Regions from separate parts of the Mus musculus genome. Here region 1 is linked to region 2. A link is a contact called in public HiChIP or PLAC-seq data. All regions are on one chromosome and are shown on one strand. Each heading gives the region's core, a stretch centred on a gene start, on an enhancer-like site or on the middle of the called end of the contact. The rest is flanking DNA. Distances are from core to core; before and after follow the strand shown.

The links. HiChIP or PLAC-seq counts read pairs in DNA pulled down with a chosen protein or histone mark.
Region 1: a contact with region 2 is called in an H3K27ac HiChIP or PLAC-seq map of embryonic stem cells, with 10 read pairs. The contact joins the enhancer-like site here to the promoter of Nr5a2 in region 2. A contact is called at or near these places in 2 of 39 promoter capture datasets (frontonasal cranial neural crest and hippocampal neurons), 10 of 115 datasets of contacts at active chromatin or transcription factors (craniofacial prominence, embryonic forebrain, embryonic hindbrain and 5 more) and 2 of 9 other capture datasets (liver and pancreatic islet).

What each region holds. Positions count from the first base shown.
Region 1 is chr1:136,595,654-136,600,018 of GRCm38.p6, reverse strand. No RefSeq gene overlaps it. Among named protein-coding and RNA genes, the nearest start is that of Zfp281, 27 kb to the left of the region's middle. Within about 2 kb of position 1,563, at least 8 of the 459 cell types and tissues checked have an H3K27ac peak or open chromatin away from gene starts, as enhancers often do. A contact at or near this core is called in embryonic stem cells, where this site is marked.
Region 2 is chr1:136,958,500-136,962,562 of GRCm38.p6, reverse strand. It overlaps Nr5a2 (nuclear receptor subfamily 5, group A, member 2), which reads left to right and starts at 2,115. Exons shown (of 9, transcript NM_030676.3): 1 at 2,115-2,336. The coding sequence starts at 2,273.

The DNA of each region.
Region 1 (4,365 bases), core at 314-2,813, 360 kb after region 2:
TCCTCAATGTTTTAAACTAAAATACCAATGCTAGGAATAGTTTTGCTTTTTTGTTTATTATTTTTAGTACCGTTAGTAAAATTTGAACACTAGGGCTGGTGAGATGGCTCAGCGGTTAAGAGCAAACGACTGTTCTTCCAAAGGTCCTGAGTTCAAATCCCAGCAACCACATGGTGGCTCACAACCATCTGTAATGAAATCTGATGCCATCTTCTGGAGTATCTGAAGACAGCTACAGTGTACTTACATATAATAAATAAATAAATAAATAAATAAATAAATAAATATTTAAAAAGTTTTTTTGAACACTAACATCAAGAACTTCATCAACTGACACATCCTTCCATCCTGGTTCCTGCCCAGCACCCGTCTCCAGTCTTTTGGCTCTCATCACCAATAAATCTCCATCACCTTAAGGTACACATGTCCCACAAGAATGCCTGGTGACCTCAGTTTATTGAGATACAAAATAAATTACCAAATTGTAGCCTAGTGCTATCTCTTAAGCCCACCTGAAAAAATTGTAACACAGGGGGCTGGAGAGATGGCTCAGTGGTTAAGAGAACTGTCTGCCCTTCCAAAGGTCCTGGGTTCAATTCCCAGCAACCACATGGTGGCTCACAACCATCTGTAATGGAATCTGATGCCCTCTTCTGGTGTGTCTGAAGACAGCTACATACAGTGTACTCATATACATAAAACAAATAATTCTTTTTTAAAAAAATTGTAACCCAAATGTGCCCATGAAAATCTGAGTATTGGATTCTCTATACTAAAAAGAAAAGCACCATAATTAGTACTTTGTTTTCTCAAAAGCAAATGATCTATTAAACTAAATCTAAAGATACTTAAGGAATAACGTTGGTGGCAGAATATAAGGATATAATGAAAGGCGTCTGAGGATGGTTTAGCACCCAGTTGAAGATAAAGCACCCTGAATAACCACAGTGGGAACTGGTCAATGGCAGGAGCATCTTTGATTAAGACACAACAGGAGGGAGTCGGGCAGCAACGGAAATGGGAAGTCATACCTGCTGCTGTTGTAAATCTCTACTATGGGAAAGAAATTGTAACTAGGACACACTCACACTCTTACGCTGAAGTCGCCTCAGCGGACAGATTTTGTCAACCATAATTGTTGGTAGCGTGGGGTCTTTACAGCGAAGAGACTGGCTCCTCTTCAGCTCTGTTCAAGCAAGAGAGTGGAAAGGGACCAATCTCAGTGTCCACCGGAGAGGTAAACATCAAATACAAATACACAGGAGAAAAAAAGAAAACAGAAAACCAGGGAAAGGGTAAAGGCAAACGGTACTAGTTAGAACTAGCTAGTACTAGTTAGAACCCTGGTGGCAAGCATTCCCTCAACAAAGATCTGCACTTCTGTTGTCCGTTTGTAGTATAAGAGATTGAGGCATAAGCTAGACCCACTCATCACTAGTGAAGGAGGCGCATACCTTTATCTATCTCACTGGGAAGCCAAGTTTATTCCGAGCCCTCCTGATGTTAAAGGCCAAATCCTACTCTCCCGAAGCTCAGGCCTTCCCCCTGCTAGAAGAGCTCTCTACAACTGAGCCACACCCCAGTCCTTGCAGCTCCTTTTGTTACCACTCTCTAGGAATAAGCCCCTCACTCTCTTAGCAGGACCCTTCCTACACAGGCTTTCAGTGCTTTCCTCTCAAGATGGCTCAGCAGTTAGGAGCACTAGCTGCTCTTCTGGACGACCAGGACTGGTTCCCAGCACCCATGTGGTGCCTCACAGCTAGCTGGAACTCCAGTCCTAGGGACCTAATGCCCTGGTCTGCCCTCTGCATGCACCAGGCATGTGGTGTGCAGATATTAATGCACGAATGTGAGACACCATGCGGGTGCCAGGAATGGAACCCAGGTCATCTGGAAGAGCAAGCCAGTGCTTTGAACCATTGAGATATTCTCCAGCCCTCCTCTGTATTTCTTCTATTGAGAAATTCTCCTTAGCCTATTTTTTGATTGGGTTGTTTGTTTTCATATGTATATAATATATATATTATAATAAAATATATATTAGAATATATATATATAGTTTTAATGCTACCTTTTATTCTTTTGATTTATATGATTTTGTGATCCAGCCATATTAAGTAAAGTCTATGAAAGAACTAGGGATATAGGTCAATTGGTAGAGTATTCGCCTACAGTGTATGAAGGTCAGGGGTTGAGCCCCAAAACTCCAAGACCAAGACAGAAGGCTCAGAAGCTCAAGGCCATCCTTGGCTACTTAGCAAGTTCAAGGTCAACCTGATACCCTGTCCAAAAAACAAACTCTAAGAAAATAGAAGCTGGGCAGTGCTGGCTCATTCCTTTAATCCTAGCACTCAGGAGGAAGTGGCAGGAGGATCTCTGTGAGTTCAAGGCCAGCCTGTTCTACAACAAAACGAGTTCCAGGACAGCCAGAACTACACAGAGAAACCCTGTCTCAGGGACAAATAACAAAGCAAAACAAACAAAAAGAAAAGGAAAAAACCCAAACAAAACAAAACAAAACAAGAGTAATTCCATAGGCTCTGTCTTAGGGTTTACGGCTATAAACAGACACCATGACCAAGGCAAGTTTGTTTGTTTGGTTTTTTTTTTTAATTTATTTATTATTATACATACGTACACTGTAGCTGTCTTCAGACTCACTAGAAGAGGGCGTCAGATCTCATTAGGGATGGTTGTGAGCCACCATGTGGTTGCTGGTATTTGAACTCAGGACCTTTGGAAGAATAGTCAATCCTCTTACCCTCTGGGCCATCCCACCAGCCCCCAAGGCAAATTTTTATAAAGGACAACATTTAATTGGGGCTGGCTTACAGGCTCAGAGGTTCAGGCCATTATCAAGGTGGGAGCATGACAGCATCCAGGCAGGCCTGGTATAGGAGAAGCTGAGAGTTCTACATCTTGTTCCTAAGACAGGAAAAGACTGGCTTCCAGGCAGCTAGGATGAGGGCCCTCAGTGACACACTGACTCCAACAAGGCCACACCCACTCCAACGAGGCCACACCTCCTACTAGTGCCACTCCCTGGGCTAAGCATATTCAAACCATCACAGGGTCCACCCAGTGGAGGCCCCTTCCTTTCAACATGGTTACACTTCCTGAGGAAGATCTTGGATCTGCTGGACCATCGTATGTAATGCACACAAAGTCCTAGCTTTGATTCCCAGCACCATGGAATTGTGGCACACATTTGTAAATTTAGCACTTGGGATATGGAGATAAGGAAGATCAGAAGTCCAAAGTTATCACAGAGTAAGTTTGAAGTCAGCCTGAGATACATGACCCAATCTAAACAACATACCCATCAAAACAACAACAAAACAAGCAAACAAAAAGCCATAAGCCAGCCTTCCCTCTGGGCCACCTATGATACGTGCTCTTTTAAGCTCTCACCCCTCTTGTTTAATTAAATACTGATTTTGTATTTCGTTGTTTAATATCTGTCTCTACCAGAGCTAAGCTCCATTAGTGGATGCTGGCTGTATCCATGGTACCTGGTACAAAGAAGATATTCAATAAATAATACTGAATGAATAAATATAATTGACCAAGTAAAAGCTTGGGAGACTTCCTCACTTGGTTATGGGAAACGCTCAGAACAGCAAAATGCTCGCACGAAGCGCTAGTGTTGTCATGGCACCCTCACTGAATATGTCGGTTAAACGAGAGCAGGAATCCTGTTAGTTGACTCACGGAGGTGGTAGCCATGAATCTCAGAGCAGCGTCCAGAGAGAGCATGCTGTGGCTTGCTTGCCCTGTGCATTTTCATAGGCCCCTCTCTTCCTCATAGTGCCCTTTCTTCATTCTGTGAGCCTTAAGTGTTCTTCATTCCTGAGACTCCAGTATAAAAAGCAAGTGAAACCTGGCTTGTGTCTTACATACAGTTCTCACTGTTTCCCCTGTGCTGTGTCTCTACAGCGTTCAAGTCTCTTGCTAAACCCAACCTTCTTAAAATCGATTTGATTTTTTTTTCCTTTAACATTATTTTGAATGTCTTGTTACTGGCATGGTCTGTATATGTTGTCACCATTAAGAGGTGTGGCCTTGTTGTAGTAGGTGTGTCACTGTGGGTATGGGCTTTAATATCCTTGTCCTAGCAGTCTGGAAGCCAGTCCTCTCCAGTTTGTGTTTGGAACAAGATGTAGAACTCTTTTAGCTCCTCCTGCACCATACCTGCCTACATGCTGCCTTGATGATAATGGACTGAACCTCTGAACCTGTAAGCCAGCCCCAGTTAAATGTCCTTATAAGAGTTGCCTAGGTCATGGTGTCTATTCAGAGCAGTAAAACCCTAAGACAGTTACCTTCCTAATATTTAATTTTTTTTCCCCAAATTAATACATAAAT
Region 2 (4,063 bases), core at 866-3,365:
CTTATTAATTATTCTGGTTTTCTGAAACAGGGTTTCTCTGTGTGGCCCTGACTATCCTGTGTAGACCAGTCTGGCCTTGAGCTTACACCTGCCCTCTGCTTCCCAAATGCTGGGATTCCAGGCCTGTGCCACCACTGCCCAGCCTTTACTTTCTTTTTTTCTTTCTTTTTTTTTTAATTAGGTATTTTCCTCGTTTACATTTTCAATGCTATCCCAAAGGTCCCCCATACCCACCCCCACAGCCTTTACTTTCAATCACTATTTTTTCATTTACAATGAGCTATGTATAACAAATGATACATAATAGGTTTGGTAATATTTTCCATTGAAATGTTTTAAAGTTTCTCTAGGCTAATTTCCTCTTTTTTTTTTTGTGCCATTTGCTTTTTTTTTTTTAAGATGTATTTATTTTTACTTTAGGTGCAGGAATCTTCTCTCTGTGTGGACATCTGCCCACTGTGTGTGCAGCATGAGCAGAGCCACGGAGCAGAGCCACAGAGCCACGGAGCAGAAGCCACAGAGCCACGGAGCAGAAGCCACAGAGCCACGGAGCAGAAGCCACAGAGCCACAGAGCAGAAGCCACAGAGCCACGGAGCAGAAGCCACAGACGGTTCTGAGCTGCCATGCGGGTACTGTGTGAGCTGCCATGACGGTGCTGGGGACCAAACCAGGGCCTCAGCAAGAGCAGCCAGCTCTCAACCACTGTGCCACCTCTCCAGTTCCTCCCTTTGCTTTTGTGGGGGAAATTATTGCTACACAGCCCAGGGTTGCCTTCAGTGCACCATCCTCCTGCCTCAGTCTGTGAGTGTTGAGTTACAAAGTTTGTCACCATACCTAGTTGAGCCTGGGGATTTATGTATGCTAAACTTGTACACTCCATTATTCAACTATACCTGAGTTACTCCATTTTAGCTTCTAGAAGATGTATTATATGAAGAGTGATGCTTCAGAGACCTAAATAATTTTTAAGAAAAAAGCTGTTTTGCAGAGTTCTGTGTCCTTTAGCCTATATATAGGGAGATTTCTGGCATGTCAGACTGTTGTTTGATTGCTCAGAGAAATAACAACAAAGAAATAACTGACAAGAATTGACATCCTATGATCTTTTAAAATCCCTTTAATCTCAGCACTCTGGAGGCAGAGGCAGGGGGATCTTTGAGTTCAAGCCTAGCTCTACAGAGTGAGTTCCAGGATTGCCAGGGCTATATAGAGAAACCCTTGTTTCAAGGAAAACAAACAAACACAAACAAAACCAAAAACAACCAGAAAAAGAAACAACACCCAAGGTTGTATTCTGGACTCCTTATGCATAATCACATAGTGTACAATCTACCCCCCCTACACACAGGTGGGGGCCCCCACAAATACATACACACTTATATATACAGAATCATATATGAAAAATGCATTATACATGTATCATTTTGCTCAAATTTTATCTCAAGGTATTTTACTTTATGGAGGTAAAGAAATGACCGCTTTAGCCCAATGACCAATATACAAGCAAGCTAATGCCTCTTCTAACAAACATACAGGGTTGTTTTTTTTAAGGCAACTGGTCAAATGGTAAGTAAATACCCACGAGCTTGCAAGTGCTCCTGTAGGGTTTCAAAGTGTCAATCATATCTACAGTCATCATTTAAAGAATTAATGTCCGCCAATGTTATCATCTAAAATGTATTTGCAGAGGTCAGAAGAGCAGAGTCTGTCCTTCCCCATGCCAGAAGCAGTGACATCAAAGGGCCATGTCACAAGCTGCAGTTTAGTTAGTGGACTTGAGGTGGTTTGGAGTTTTTATCCACTAAGTATGATCTCCTGACCCCTTGGCTTTACAACTTTCCACACTCTGGGCTGCAGAAGAACCCCTCCTTTTCTGAGTTAATCATTTCTTTGCCATTATCTGCCAAGAGTTCTTATCTCTTTTGCTGTCACTTTATAACAGGGTCCTCTTATCAACCGGCACAGGGTCATGTGACCAGTTGAAGCCTATTGAAAGCTTCCTTTCTTCTGATTAGAAACCATCATGAAACTGGAGACATGGTTTACAGCAGGTCATACATGCTGGAAAAAGTGCAGAGTCCAGGAGAACACGGACTGGAGCCTTTCTGAATTCTGTTTTTTCCCCCTTTTTCTTAACTTTCACTAAGGAAATGAGGGTTACTGTAGTCTGAGGTTTCCTTCCCAAAGTCACAAAATATGACAAGCTGCAATCTTTCTCACATTCAATGATTTCTGCTGTAAGCCAAAGGACTGCCAATAATTTCGCTAAGAATGTCTGCTAGTTTGGATACTGGAGATTTTCAAGAATTTCTTAAGCATGGACTTACAGCTATTGGTAAGTAGGAAGCCACTCTCTTAACATCTGGCTGTTTTGTGCTACTAATGGTGGATTTGTGTTTTAATGTACTACTTTGCCTGCAGTAATTATTAAAAGCATACAATAAGCCCACACATATATCACACATTTATTTTTCTTGAAGTTGAAAGAAGCAAATGAGTAATTCAACACATGAATATCATTTATTGTATCCGGTGTTTGGGGATGCCATTGTATTAGATCCACTTAGCAAAAAGCTTAGGGTTTTGAGACAGGGTTTCTGTGTAGCCCTGGCTGTCCTGGAACTTCACTCTGTAAACCAGGCTAGCCTCAGACTCAGAGATCCACTTGCCCCTGCCCCTGCCCCTGCCCCTGCCCCTGCCCCTGCCCCTGCCCCTGCCCCTGCCCCTGCCCCTGCCCCTGCCCCTGCCTCTGCCTCTGCCTCTGTCTACCATGCTGGGATTAAAGGTGTGTGCTGTTACTGCCCAGCAGAAAGTCCAGTTGTTAATCATCTATTTCAGCCTTAACAATTTTTGATCATTTTGAATCAACCATGCCAAGTAAAGTTTTGAACATTTTGAAACAAGCAAATAAGATTGATCAACCACTGATCAAATAAAACTAACAGGGAACTTACCAGCAATGTGACATCTCAACTGGACCATGAGATGTCTCATTCACCGTGATCCTATAGAGATTTTTGTTTGTTTGCTTGTTTGTTTGTTGGCAAATGAAAGTCATTCAAGAAAAACAAAGTCAGCCTATTATTAAAGGATTCTTGGGGGTGGGGGGACTTACTGTGACTTGCTTTTAAAGACAGAAAGAACCACATACCCTCCCCACAAGTGGAACCTAGAGTTTGGGCACTTTCTAGGCAAGCACTCAATCTCTGGGCTACACACCTGGCCACCGTGTGAAGCATCTTGGGGTTCCTTGTTGTTGTTTGGGGATGAGTGAGGATTGAGTTTGGTTTTGGTTTTCCTGAGAGACAAGGGGTCTCATTATATAACCTAGGCTGGCCAGGAACCTGCTCTGTCGTCTTTCTCCTTGTCTCTCTCCATAATACCAGAACTGTAGGTGTGAGCTACCATTCCTGACTCATTATTTTAAAGGATAAACATCCCCACACATACATTTATACCAATATAGAGCCATAAATGTGGGAGTTTTACCATAAATTTAGTAAATACAGTAACATTCGGTTCATCCTAAAAGTTAAAGACAAAGGGAAGCAATTTCCAGTAGGTTGTGACCCTGCTGGAGAGCGTGTCCCCTTTGCTTCCTCTGGATAGGAGCCAGGGTCGACCCTTCTCCAGGGATGCTTGCGCCATCAGTGATTGCCAGCCCAGTCTCAGTTAAAACGGGATAATCAGGGCCCCCGGCTTTGCCCCTTTCCCTGGGGGCAGCCTGCTGACTCCACCTAAGGCACTGATTGCTTTTTTTATGGTCCAGCTACGCCCTGAAGTATCAATTGAGGAAATGTTCACCAAAAAAAGAAAACGTTCTGTACTTAACTAAAAAGAAAACACGGGGAAGTGAGTGCAGAGAGAGGAGAGAGAGAGAGAGAGAGAGAGAGAGAGAGAGAGAGAGAGAGAGAGAGAGAGAGAGAGAGAGACTCTTCAAAGGGCAGGGAAACCAGGGCTTTGTGAGCTTTGCATCCACTGAACGCTGAGCGCTTCACTTCGTGTGGGAACGTAGCGGGGGGTGGGGGGGGTGGGGGGGGGTGGGGGGGAGATGCGGGCCAG